2 separate regions of the Mus musculus genome follow, and region 1 is linked to region 2. Evidence: chromatin contacts called from public promoter capture Hi-C data. All regions are on one chromosome and are shown on one strand. The core of a region is the stretch at or near the end of the contact, and the rest is flanking DNA. Distances in the headings are between cores, read along the strand shown.

What was found. Promoter capture Hi-C pulls out the DNA fragments that hold promoters and counts their contacts.
Region 1: a promoter capture Hi-C map of stem cell-derived epiblast-like cells shows a contact between it and region 2, with 2.5 times the contacts expected there. The contact joins the promoter of Cox8c here to the promoter of Rin3 in region 2. A contact is called at or near these places in 2 of 39 promoter capture datasets (pre-B cells and stem cell-derived epiblast-like cells).

Annotation. Positions count from the first base shown.
Region 1 is chr12:102,897,974-102,905,100 of GRCm38.p6, reverse strand. Cox8c (cytochrome c oxidase subunit 8C) reads right to left here and starts at 5,795. Exons shown (of 2, transcript NM_001039049.1): 1 at 5,610-5,795; 2 at 4,567-4,856. The coding sequence starts at 5,735. The coding sequence ends at 4,764.
Region 2 is chr12:102,280,616-102,287,286 of GRCm38.p6, reverse strand. Rin3 (Ras and Rab interactor 3) reads right to left here and starts at 4,213. Exons shown (of 10, transcript NM_177620.4): 1 at 3,961-4,213. The coding sequence starts at 4,001.

The DNA of each region.
Region 1 (7,127 bases), core at 4,546-7,045, 620 kb before region 2:
TAACAGTTACAGTTTGTTTGTGAAGAGCCAAATAGCAGACTTTCCACTAGGATGGTAACTCTTAGCATGTTGGTAAAATTTTAATTAATCCACAATTTTTTTTTACCCAATTGTGTTGGCTAATTTTATGTCAACTTGGATAAGCTGTGACACCTAGCTTTTCAACTAAACACTAGTGTAGATGTTTCTGTGAGAGATGGAAGAGATTAGTCTTCCATAAATCAACAGATTTTCTGCAAGACAAATGTGGCTGGCTTCAGCCAGTGAGCTAACACTTTTTTTTTGTTGTTTTGTTTTTTTTTGTTTTTCGAGACAGGGTTTCTCTGTGTAGCCCTGGCTGTCCTGGCACTCACTTTGTAGACCAGGCTGGCCTCGAACTCAGAAATCTGCCTGCCTCTGCCTCCCAAGATCTGCTGGGATCAAAGGTGTGCGCCACCATGCCCGGCTGAGCTAACACTTTTTTAAAAGGATGAGGCTGGGCATGGTGGCTAGAAAACTAAGGTTAGAATCCCTCAAAGCACTTGCTCAGCACAGACAAGTCCTTGTGTCTAACACAGAAACAGACCCTAACAAATAAATACTTTTAGAGCCCTTCAAAGGGAAGGCTTCCTGGAAGGTCTTCAAACTTAACTACACCTTTAGCCTGTGCCTTCAGCCTGCTGTACTACCCTGTATACACTTTTTGAATTTACCAGCTTCCATAACTACACACACTAAATCTTTTTTTTTAAGGTTTTATTTATTTTATGTATATGACAAGTACACTGTAGCTGTCTTCAGACACACCAGGAGAGGGCATCGAATCCTGTTACAGATGGTTGTGAGCCACCATGTGGTTGCTGGGAATTGAACTCAGGACCTCTGGCAGAGCAGTCAGTGCTCTTAACCTCTGAGCCATCTCTCCAGCCCACACACTAAATCTTTAAGCCAGTTTCTATGTACACACAAGTAATCAACCATATATACATGTGAACACAAGCTCTCTAATGGCTGTTTCTCTGGAAAAAAAAAAAAACACTAACAAAACCACCCAATTCTTTTTGGTTTTGGAGATGGGGAGGGGTCGTCTTAGGGTTTCTATTGCATAACTGAAGCATTTCCTCAACAGAGGCTCCTTCTTCTCTAATAACTCTAACCTGTGTCAACTTGACACAAAACCACACAACCCTTCCTTTTGGATTCATCCCCAAGATCTCACATAAAAAGCATTAGTAACTTTAAAAGTCCCACAGTCTTTACAAATTCAAACACATTAAAAGTTCAGCCCCTTTAAAGCAACCAATCATTTTTTAAAATCCAAAGTCTTTTAAAATTCAAAGTCTCTTCACTGTGGGCTATCCACAGTTAATCCAGTAAGATATTTTCTTACTTCAAGAGGGAAAAATCAGAGCATCGTCACAAATCATGATCTTCTGTACTCTTCCAAGAGGCTCAGGTCACTTCTCTAGCTCTGCCCTCTGTAGCACACAGCTTGTCTTTTAGGCTCTGGCCGGCTCCATTCCATGGTTCCTGCTGTTCTTTGTGGTCATCCCATGGTACTAGCATCTCCAAAATGCTGGCCTCTTCTGCTGCAACTAGGCTGTGTTTTCACCAATAGCCTCTCCTGGGCTCTCTTCCTGGTGCAAGCCTCAACCTCTTTGCATGACCCCTTGAGTTCTGGGTCTTCGGCTGCCACTGAGGCTGCACCTTCATGAACAGTCTCTCCCGACATCTCACAGTGCCAAGCCTCAGCTGCTCTCCATGATCCCTGCATGTCTTCAAAATCAATACCACCTGGTGACTCTTACACATTGTCAAGTCCAGCTGTAAGAGCAAGCTACAACCTTGGCTATCTCTGGAACACAGCTTCTTTGTGTTCTCAGAAAACTCTTCCCTGGTTTCATCTCAATGATGCTTGTCTTTTCTTAATCGCTGCTAATTTCTTAGCTCCAGCTAACCAGCATCAATTGTCCCAGTAATGTGAAGGTTTCACTTCAGTAGTTCTGATATCTTGTTAATCACAGCTGATTCTTCAGCTCCAGCTAACCAGAACCACAGAATCTTACATCAAAATAGCAAATGGCCCTGAAAGAGTCTTTCATTTTCCCTCTGAAATGTTACAAGCCAGGCCTCCATCTTCTACACTGTTCTCAACGTTCTTATCTTCCAAGCTCCTACAAAATATCCCACTGAGCTCTCAACACTCAATGGCTCTTCTAGCCCAAAGTTCCAAAGTCCTTCCACAGTCCTCCCCAAAACATGGTCAGGTTGTCACAGCGATATGTCACTACACTGACTGGTACCATCTTGTCTTAGGGTTTCTATAGCAATGAAACACCAAGACCAAAAAGCAAATTGGGGAAGAAAGGGTTTTTCAGCTTATACTTCCACATCAAAGGAAGTCAGGACAAGAACTCAAGCAGGGCAGGAGCTGATGCACAGGCCACGGAGGGATGCTGCTTACTGGTTTGCTTCCCATGGCTTACTCAACCTGCTGTTTGTTTGTTTGGTTGGTTGGTTGGTTTGTTTTGTTTTGGTTTTTCAAGACAGGGTTTCTCTGTATAGCTCTGGCTGTCCTGGAACTCACTTTGTAGACCAGGCTGGTCTTGAACTCAGAAATCCGCCTGCCTCTGCCTCCCAAGTGCTGGGATTAAAGGCATGCGCCACCACCACCTGGTATCAACCTTTCTTATAGAACCCAGGGCTACCAGGTCACCCACAATGGGCTGAGCCATTCTTCCCCTGGTGATAACTAATTGAGAAAATGCCTTACAGCTGGATCTCACGGATCCAGTGCTAGGACTACAGTTGTGTATCACCACACCTGGCATGCAGTATAAATTTTGAAACAGAAATATAACACTAAAGTAACAAAATGCAAAATTTCTAAGATCTTTAGGTCCATGAAGTACCAAGCCCTGTATTGCTCTTAGTATGTCACAGGAATAAGGGATGTGTGAAATGAATATTTGCAAACAAGAACTTGTATTTATTTACTTGCAGGCACTATGCTGAAAACTATTTTATCTTTGTTTACCAACTTAACTAATCTCCACACATTCCCTTCAAATGAGTAGTTCTAAGTCCCTATTACATAGGTAAGGAAATCGAGGCTTAGAGTTGAACAGTGCTGTTCAGTCACACCATAACTACACAGTAAACTGAAAATTCACAGGAAGGCTAGTGAGAGGCTCAGTGACCAACGGCACTGTTACCAAGCCTGGCAACCCATGTGTGACCCCCCAGGACTCACGTGGTGGATGAAGAAAACTGACCCCTAGAAGTTGTTCTCTGACTGCTACATCATGACACACAAATACATCACTTGTAAAATAAAAAAATACAAGGTATTTTTAGTTGGAATATGAAACGTCCCCCCTCGATAACCTCATGTTGATGGGCTTCCGTGAAGGGACTGAAGGCACCAATCTGTCAGTGGTTTAATCCCTTGATGGATTCGTAGTAAAGGAAATCACTGGGAGATGAAGTTGGGGCCTCGTTGGAGGAGGTACTGGCTGAGCGCCTTGAGGTTATGTTCTCCCAACTTTCAGCGGCACCCTTCTGTTTCCTGGCCACCATGACTGTGGAATGCTCTGCTCTGCCTTGCCACACTATCCCCAAAGCACGATGGATACCACTGGGCCAAAGTAAGTCTTTCCCTTTTTACCATGCTTCTGTCGGGATTTGGTTACAGCAATAATAAAAATGATGAATACGGCTGTGTATACATCTAATGTGCCAAACTTGAAAGATAATTAAGAATAACAAAATTAGAAATTAAGAGAGTGACTACATGAAGGTAGTAAACAAGCCTTGAAAAGATGAATCATTACAGAACTGAAATTCAGGGCTGGAGCACACAGAGAGGCCATGGGCTTCATTCCCAGAACACACGCACACACACACACACACACACACACACACACAATCTTCTCACAGCAAAAATGGGACCAGCAAAACATGAAAAACATAGCTAAATGTATAATACCCTTATCTTGGTTTGAAGAGATACTGTGACCATGGCGATTCTTATACAGGAAACATTTAACTGGGGCTGGCTTACAGTTCAGAGGTTCAGTCCATTGTCATCATGGCAGGAAGCATGGCAGGCGTGGTACTGGACAGGTAGCTGAGAGTTCTGCCTCTATTAGGCAGACAGCAAAGAAAGAGTGACAGAGCACTGGAAACCTCAAGGCCCACCCCCCAGTGACACACTTCCTCCAACAAGGTCACACCTCCTAATAGTACCGTTCCCTCTGAGGCTGTGGGGGCTCATTTCATTCAAACCGCCATGGCCTCAAAGCCTGTTTAATCTTTCACAGTTGAGGTTATTAGATTCACGTACTCAACATCCACAAAACTTTTGATGCAACCTTTCATAACAATCCTCATTGATTTTTTTCTCACTGTAATTTTTATAAATTTTCTCACTGTAATTTTAATAAATTTTTGTCAGCTTTAATAATATTCAGAAGACAATTGCCGGGGTTGTGGCTCAGTGGTAGAGTGTCTCCCACGCACGAGCACTTGGGTTGGCTACCTAGCATTTCAAGCCAAAACAAAATAAGTAAAAAAGAAAGCAATACTAAGCACAAACAAGTGTTTCCATTTTATTTAACACTTAAGCAGATTATGTTCGTCGTCCATATGATGCACAGTCCAAAAACAAACCGAAGTGTAGAACATCACAGACAGTTATAGGACTAACTCGTCAGAGGAGGTTCAAACAGGCACTTTTTCCCATTTAAAGGAGCCATGCCGTGCTGCTCCTGGACATCCTGTATCTACTCTCCTTTGAAATACTTCAGACTGCTTAGCACATATGCAGCTGGGATGTAAAAGGTCGTAAAAAACACGACAATCCCAACAGCTGATTCCTGGAAAAGAAGAAAAGGAATATTAATGAGTATGGCCCACTGCCTAGTAAAACGGCTTATGGGCAGAGGCGTGGAGGTTGGCAGCAGAACACCGACTTTGTGGGCTTTTATGCACAAAACTCTGGGTGTTTCCCCTTCCTTATACACCCAGCTAAAGATCTTTCTCAGAGGTCGGAGAAATGGCTCATCTGCTAAAACTTTATACCACTCTTGCAGAGAACCTAAATTTGGTTGCCAGAATCCACATCAGGCAGGACATAGTCAACTCTAGCTCCAGATCCAACACCTCTGGCCTCTTCAGATACCTGCACTTTAGTGCACACATCCACAAAAGTATGCTGTGAAATTTGTCATATGACCAAAAAAAAAAAAAAAAGTCTTGGGTCCTGCAACGTGTTCCATTTGTATTCAACTGAATTTTCAAAAACTCATTTTTTTTCAATAGTTGCCGGTTTCTGACCTCTGGATTCTGGAAGCTCAACTATGTCTAGCGTCTCTCCACCAGTTTTTAGAGAAAATGCTATGTCTTGGCCACCAGGCAGGTAGATTACCCTGGAGTGAACCGAGGACCCTGTGCCTCCATAATGGAGAGCCAGGTCCTACTTGGGACTCTCATCCTCGCCCTGAACCGCCATCCAAAGTGACCCCACAACTGAAGCTGCCAACACACACAACCACACACACAACCACACACACACACCACACACTCCCCCCTCCACACCCATTTGGACCGTTAAGTGGGTTCTACCTCACCGTGGGCGACAGGATTTTTTTTTGTGGGCTTTCTGAGTGGCTGAGGCGGCCTGGGTGGCCAGGCTTCGAGAACAGGACTGCACGGTGGCGGAGGAGCGAAGAGCAGAGTAGCAGCAGGCGAGACATCGCAGGTCAGAAAAGGGCCACTGAGACAGAGCAAACCGGAGACCACCAGTGTCGGAGTCAAAGGCCGTTGGTAAAGTGTGCGCGAGGAAAGGGCGGGCAGCTGGTTTGAGCATGCGCACCATCCACTCAAGCCCTTTGCATGGAATTTGAGCTCTTACCCGACCCTGCTTCTCCGCTGTATGTGTTTTGGCCCTGCCACTCTCTACCTTCTTCCCACCTATGTCCTCACAAGTCCAGCTTCCTGCCCTCTCCCAAACTCTTTGCCAAACCTATTCAGTCCCAAAGCCACACTCAGGATTTTCTGATTTTCTTCTCCTAACACAAGGTGAGGGACCATTGGCTGCCAACATCTATAGCTATTGCTCAGTATTCCGTTGCTTTTAGTCAATAGCAGATATCATACCATTTTTACACTGCTCTAGAATATAAATTAAAATTTCCATAGATCGTGTTCCTGGTATTTTTTTTTTAACTTCCTTTTCTATTAGTTTTTGTGATCCTGACGCTTTAACTCCGGGCTCCATGCATACTACATCAGTAAATGAACTAAAACCATTATAGCTCATCCTTTCACAAACCAGAGCAAAGTAAATGTGCGTCTATTTTAGCCTTGCTTTACTTGCTGATAACTCTTCTTCCCTACCTGTAAACTAATTCTTAACAATGAAAACAAACGAACAGAGAAAAGCCATGCATGGTGGACCACATCTGTAATTCCAGCATTAGTTTGGAAGCAGGGGGTTGGGAGGTCAAGGCCCTGCATGCTAGGCTAAGGTTAGAGCAGGAGGCCAGCCTGAGCTGTGTGAGAAAGAAAGGAGGGGGTGAGAAGGGATGAGGGAGGGAAGGCAACAAAGGAACTAAAAGAGAAAAGAGAGACAAGACTAAGATCAGGTTTTTAACCTGAGGAGTGATAGTGCACGCCTTCAATCCCAAGGCAGAGGCAGGTAGATCAATGAGTTAGAGGCTAGCCTGATCTACAGAGCAAGTTCCAGGACACAGAGAAACCCTGTCTCAAAAAAAAAACATTAAAAAGAAAGAAAGAAAGAAAGAAAGAAAGAAAGAAAGAAAGAAAGAAAGAAGGAAGGAAGGAAGGAAGGGAGGGAGAGAGAGAGAGAGAGAGAGAGAGAGAGAGAGAGAAAGAAAGAAAGAAAGAAATTTTATAGGATGATGATGATGTTAAAAAGATTCACGGTACAGAGAATCTGGGCCCAGAAGAGAAGATGAGAAATCACCAACAACTAAATTTGTATTCATCAATAGAAAAATAGAATAGATTATTATAAGTTTTGAAATTTAATATCATAAATATTTCTTTTGCAAGCCTATTGTATAAATAACCTTTGAGATAATAAGTGCCTTGTTTGGGGAGTAGAAAGTGTATTGTGCTGCTCT
Region 2 (6,671 bases), core at 2,964-5,463:
CTGAGAGCCTGCCTCCAAGGAGCTGAAATGGCCTCCCTCTTCCTTTTCCGCAACACTGTATCAGAAAAGCCACTAGAGTGGTGGTGTTGATCCTTAGGTTCATCAGTGGAGGAGACTTTCCTGGTCCAGACCTCCCTAGGGGACAAAACAGTGTAACTTCCTGATTCTAAAAATAAAAAGGCAGGTTCTGGGCAATCCGTGCTTTGACAGAAAAATCTAGAACTGGCTGAAGTCTGATTCCTTTTTCCAAAGTCAGTGGAAAAGCTACAGGCTCCTCCACTCCCGGGGAATGCAGCGCTGCGCTGCGCTGTGCTTTCTCTTCCAGCCCTGCTAAGGAGCCCAACTCCAAGCCTTTCCAGGCTCCTCTCTTCTCCAATCCTGCTCTCCCTCCCTTCTTTGTGGCTGCCTGCCAGTTCAGCTCATTTGTCATTGTCTAGTGACATGAACCAAGGGATGATTCACTGGCCATGGCAGGTGGAACCTGGGAGAGGGCCTGAGGGAAGAAACGGCAGTCACCCCGGGACCCTGAAGGCCAACTCCCACTCCTTCTGTGGACCAGTTGGGGGAGGTGGAGAGGGTGGTAAGGGGCCTGCCTTTCTTATCATGCCAGCTTCTGTTTCCAGCAGAGATACTGTATAGGCTTCTTCACTTGTGATCTCTGGACCCCATCTGTGTTAGAATACAAGTGCCTCGTAAGATCTTAAGTTTTCTCCATAGACACTGGGACGCAAGACAAGCAGGCATCAAGAGAAAGGCAAGTACAGGGCAGGCAGAGGGTGGTGTGCCCAGACTCCTCCATGCCATGCTAACTGCACCTCTCCTCCACATCGCTGCGAATAAGAACCTTGATTGGCCCAGGCCCGGGTCTGTCTCTGCCAGTCAAGACTACCTGAGAACAAGAGACCCTGGAAGCCAAGAAGTCAGAGATAGCAGCAGACCTGTAGGAGCTGAGGCCCTGCTCTATGCACCTTAGCCTGGAAGACCTCCCAGTCTCAGAGCCTAGAGAGACTAAGGACACCTCTGTAGAACCTGTACCATGCCAGATCAGAGGCTCAGGAGACCCAAGTCCACCTTCCTCTTTTAGGATCTCTGTTGCCTCGTGGTTACATGGAATATAGATTGGGTCAGGCACATTTGTTCCAAGAGTGGAATCCTTTTACAAACGCAATCTTAAGTAAACCCTCAATGTAGCAAACCTAGGAAAATGCACTGGGTGTGCTTGCCAGAGCGGGGAGGTGTCCGGTGGCTGCCAGATCTCCCCTGAGGCTTGGAAACTTCCAGCTCTCACAGACTGAGGGATAGCATGACCCACTCGCCCAGGACTCCACACAGTCGGGTGTCTGAGCCCAGGGGGGTAGCCCTCTATCATCTCAGTCTCTCCTGCAATGTCCCTTTCCCTCAACTCTATTTGTCTAACACTGATCCACCAACACAGTCTGCCATCCTAACTTCTCTTGCCTCAAGTGTCCATCCTGGCTATGCCTGGCTTCCAGGCTATCATGCCCCTCCCCAACTACTGTCTGTCCACCTACAGTCTATCACCCTCTATGAAAACCTCTGCTGGGCCCTGTGCACTCGCCATAGACCTCCCAACCCCTGCAAGCCCTTGCTTTCTGCAGCACTGGCTCCCGCTAACCACACTGCCCCACCCCTTAGAATGTTCTAGATTTTCTAAACCTCTGCTGAATGTCCTCTCTTCCCAGTGACCTCTTCTGAGCACATACCTAGAATGCTCGGAGGGTTCCTCATGCCTCCTGCTCAATTTATGTCCCCCGAGAACACTAGCCAGTGGGCAGAGACTGCTTTAGGAGTTATTAACAGTCTTAAATGAATGGTGGAGCTTAGCACAGTGGGTGGAAAAAAATGTGGCTGCTACCAGTGTAGCCAGCGACCCATGTGCATCTCTTTTCCCAGACAGCCGTTTAAACAAGAAGCAGAGCTTGCATCCTAGGATTCAGAACTCAAGGGGCACTCTCCTGGCTGCTTGGGGTAGCAGTCCCCAGCTATCTGAATGTCTCTCACCCCAGAAAGAAGGGGGCTCTGGGCCAGTAGGGTGCAAGGATAGACTCAAAAAGCTTTCAGGACCAGTCCTGGTGGCAGCTGGGCCTAGGGGTGACTTGGGGTAAGAGGTCCCTGAGTATTTAGGTGTGAGGCTCAGGTGCAGGGTGTTTTAAAGACCTTAAAAAGGACCAGCCCCTGAGCAGGGACCAAGGCCATTAGAATTCATCCAATTCAATCCCAGTGAGGGAGGGGTTATAGGACTCTGGAGTTTCAGATGAGGCAGACAGATCACCCAGTTGGCAAAAGGAAGGGGCCCACCCAACAGATGTCAGTGATGCTAATCATAATAGCAGCTGAGGATGTCCCCTCCAAACAGCCTGTGAAGAGCAGTGACTACTGACTATCCTTGTTAGTAAACTGAGGCACAATGAAATCAATCACTGGTACAGAGGTAAACAAAGAAAGGCAGGAGGAAATGGGTCAGGCCAGGCCATCCTTGGGGAAAATGGGGAAGTAGATGAGATCAGAACCTGATTCCTCACCCTCCTTTTCTAGCCGGCTTTACCTTCCCACCCAGGGTATAGCAGTTACTTGCTCCCAGGAGACCCCTTCCGCATCGGAATTCCCAGTTTCCCAGCAGATGACATTTGTCTCCACAGAGATCACTTCCAAGGGAAACATCAACACAGAATTTCCGGGCTGTGGTTGTAGCTGGGATTGGGGGTAGGAGGAAGGAGGCAGCCAAGCCCCCCCCCACCCCCCCACCCCCCGCCCCAGGACAATCCCAGTCCCTCCTATCCGAATGGGGGCCAGTTACACCCTACTGTTCCCAAACCCTGGAGAGTACAAGATGTGTACAGATAGCGTTCCTGTTCTAAAGAGTGGAAGCTCAAAGAGATGAGGTCACAGAATTAAAACAGGCAGCCACGGGAATTCATCCGGGATCAGGCCCGGGACTTTTAAACGGAAATACAAAAAGTATGGTACCCCAGATTCGTCCATCATCCATGGCACCTCAGAAAGTGCTAGAAGACTTTCGCAGAAATCGCTTTCTACTCGGTGCAGCTTCAAACCCCACCCTTCCCGATCTTCTCTTAGGACTGGGCTGGGCGGGATGACAGGACATTCCCAACCTTGTGTAGCTCTGGGCAGTGTTCCAGGTCTTGAGGTGGGGGGTAGGGAAGAGCACAAAAGTAGGAATCCCTTCCGAATGGTTGTTCCCAAGCCATTTAATTTCACACACTTCAGACTGCATCTGCGTCTGGGTATCCCGCCAATCATTTGCACCCGAGCACTCTAGACCCTCCTCACACACCAGGCTCTTCAAAGGCCAGTCCAAAGGTCCCCAGCCGATCCAGTGGGGTGGCAGATGGGATCTGGTGGCGCCTCAATCCTCCAGGCAGAGAGTTAGCTGCTGGATGGGCCTGCCTAAAGTTGTAGGTGCTTCTTATCTACCACCCTACTCCCCACCCCCGCCCCCACCCCCACTCTCGGTCCCAGAACCTGAGGGCGCAAGCTGGGGTTTAGGCAGAGCAGCGGTGCTTCGTGGTGCATGGGGCTGGCTGGGCCAGGGCAGCGAGTGCTTGCATCCAAAGTTCAGCCTAGGCTAGAGCCATGGCTACACGGACATCTCGGGCTCGAACACACCAAACCCTCCCAGCCGCACATTGTGCACTGCTTCCCCCCCCCCCCCCCCCCCCCCCCGCTAACAAAGTCTGGATTTGAAAGTTTGGCCAAGTTCGGCAGTCACCAAGGCCGCCCCCTTTCCTTGCAGAACCTAGTTTCACCCTTAGTCCCTGCTGGGGGATCCGCACGCTCGTGGGGGGTGTTCATTTCAGCATGACATCCACGACGTCCCGTAGCCCTATCCGGAGCACCCAGGGCTCTCGGGGATCAAGCTGAGCAAAAGAGGCAGGACGCGGGCCACCTGGGGAGCGGCGGGCACGGGTTGCCACTTACCCGGCAGGGTGGGCGCTCGAGGGCGCTTCGGCGCGTCGCATCGTGGGGCAGGCGATTGGGGACGCAGCGACCTCCGCGTGGCGCTGGCGCTGTCCCTCGCCGAGGGCCGGGCTGGGCGCCGCCGCCAGCCGCGCGCCCAGTGGGGAAGCGCGGGGCCGCTGCCTTCCACTTCCTGGATCGCAGCGCGCGGGGCTCGCAGGAAGAGGCCGGCCTTGGTGGTCAAGGGTTTTTTGTCAGAAGCCATTCGGCCGTGGCTGCTCGTAGCAGGGAGCCCCCTGGGGCGCGCGGAAGCCGGGCCGCGCCCCTAGGGCCGGGCCTGGCGGCGGGCGGTGCCGGGGTCGAGGACAGCACGGACTGTGGCCGCCCGGAGCCTGCGAGCGAAACTCACAGGAAAGTCTCCAAGTTGGCACCGGATAGCAAGGCACTCAGGGCTGGCAGGTGACGAGGCCCACGGCCCAAATGGGACCTCCTTCATCCCGGGGGAGCCACGACCCATACCCACTCCCGCCCCCAAGGCGGGGCACCTCCTCCACGTCCCTGACAGGTGGCCATCCTGTCTCTCCTTGATACCTTCTCTGTTGATAAGATCACTGTTTAACAAAGCAGATATCGTCCATGAAGCCTGACATCTAAGGCACCTGTGCTGAGTACAGCACCCAGTGAGAGACTAAAGGAGAAAACTTGCTAGCTTACACAACAACCGCGAGTCGTAATGCCTCCTTTTTTAAGCGCCCAGACACTCAAAAATGTCTCCTGAGCTAGCTAAGCCTGTGAGACCAGGTAATAGCGGACCTCAAGATATCACCTTGTTTAATTCATTCCCAGCCTGGGCATTATTTAGACTGCTGGGGACAGATTAAATGTTTTGTGCTTGGGACTGTCTTGTGCATTGTGCATTGTAGGAGTAACCCAACTTCCATCCACATCCTTGGCCTCTACCCACGATTACACAGGAGTGCTAGAGTGTCCACACACCCTCACAACCACTTCTCTTTTGGCATTTCCTCCAAATCAGCCTGTGGAAGTGAGAGGAAAGGCTTAGTTAACAGTCTCCTGCTGGGAGTGGTAAATGGGCCAGCTGATTTGGGAAGCAGCCTTGGCAGTTCCTCAGAAGGGGAAACTACGTACCCAAAGGGGCTTATTTCAGCTTTCAATTCCAGGTTACAGTTCATTATGGGGAAGTCAAGGCAGGGGGAGGGGGGGGATGTCAAAAAGCTGGTCACATGACATCCAGAGCAAAGAGAAATGAATGTAACCATGTTTACCTGGCTTGTGATCAGCTCACTTTCTCCACTCTTACATAGTTCAGGGCACCCTGTATAGGGAATGGTGCTGCCCACAGTGGGTTGAGTCTTCCCGCACCAATAACTTAAGTAAGACAGTCCCTCACCAGCATACTCATAGGCCTAACTAAATGCAGACAATCCCTTACTGAGAATTTCTTCTCAGTGATTCTAGGTTGTGTCAAGTTGACAAATTAAAGCTATCTATCATAGTGTGTCCATGCAAAACCTTATATATGACTGTTCATATCAGCCTTTATTTGTGTTATCCAGAGCTGGAGCTAGAGTTCAGAGGTAGAATGGTTGCCTGGCATGTGTCTGAGAGGCCCTATGTTGAAGGAAGAAAGAAAGAAAGAAAAGAAATACAAACAATTTACAGTAGCCAGTATGTGGGAGCAACCAAGCATTCATCAATCGATGAATATGTAAATAAGATCAGGGATCATCAGTCAGGGACTGTTATTGAGCCACAGAAAGAATGGGGCCCCAACAATGGTGCTTCTGCACAGATGAGTCTTGAAAGCATGCTAAGTGACAGAAGCCAGTCGTTAAACACATTCCTTTTGCATGAAGTGTTCAGAGTAGGCAATTTCACGGAGACAAACAGTAAACTAGTGTTCGCTAGAGGTGGGGTGGGGTGGGGTGGGGTCGGGGAGTGGGGAGCAACTGGCAATGGCTATGGAGTTTCTTTGGGGGTGATGAAAATGTTTTTAAATTGACTGTGGTATTCATTGCACAACTTTGTGGCTGTGTCTGAAAACCATCAAATTATACACTTTAAGCTGTTGAATTGCATCCCAATCAAACTAGCTTTTCTTTTTGGAAGGCACAAAAAAGTGTGGTCTCCAGGGAGCAACCTTAGCCACTCTGACCTACACAACTTCCCCACCGAGCACTCAGATTGCTGCCAGCCATCCCCTCAGGGCACTACCAGGCCCTATAGGCATTTCTTCTCCGAGGTTAGCTCTTCCCTGAGCCACAGTCACCTCTCTATCATCTCTGTCAACAATCCTGTAGTTTTCTGCTTGAAAGCTGGGCACAGAAGGCAGTCACGTGTTCAAATCCAGTCCCAGGACTCTTTAGGCAACAGCCAGTACAGCTTTCTCAGAGATTCCATTGCTCATCTGTAATAGATGAGCACAGATGAGAGAAGGAAGAGAGCATCCCTTCAGGGAGAAATCTTTGGCTGTGGTTCCTCCAATAAGCCCACAAGCTCCTCCTAGGTGTCCTTGGATCTAGGTCAGTGGACCATCCTACTACTTGCCAGTTCTTCAGGCTGATATGAGTAACCCTACACTTTCAGACCCCATAGGCTCCTCTCCAGGGCGCAGCTCTGACACTAGACAACCCCCTAATACCCTGAGTTCCACAGAACAGTCGCAGGCCTTTCTCCTATTCCAACAGAGGCCTCCTGAAGGCTGACCATTC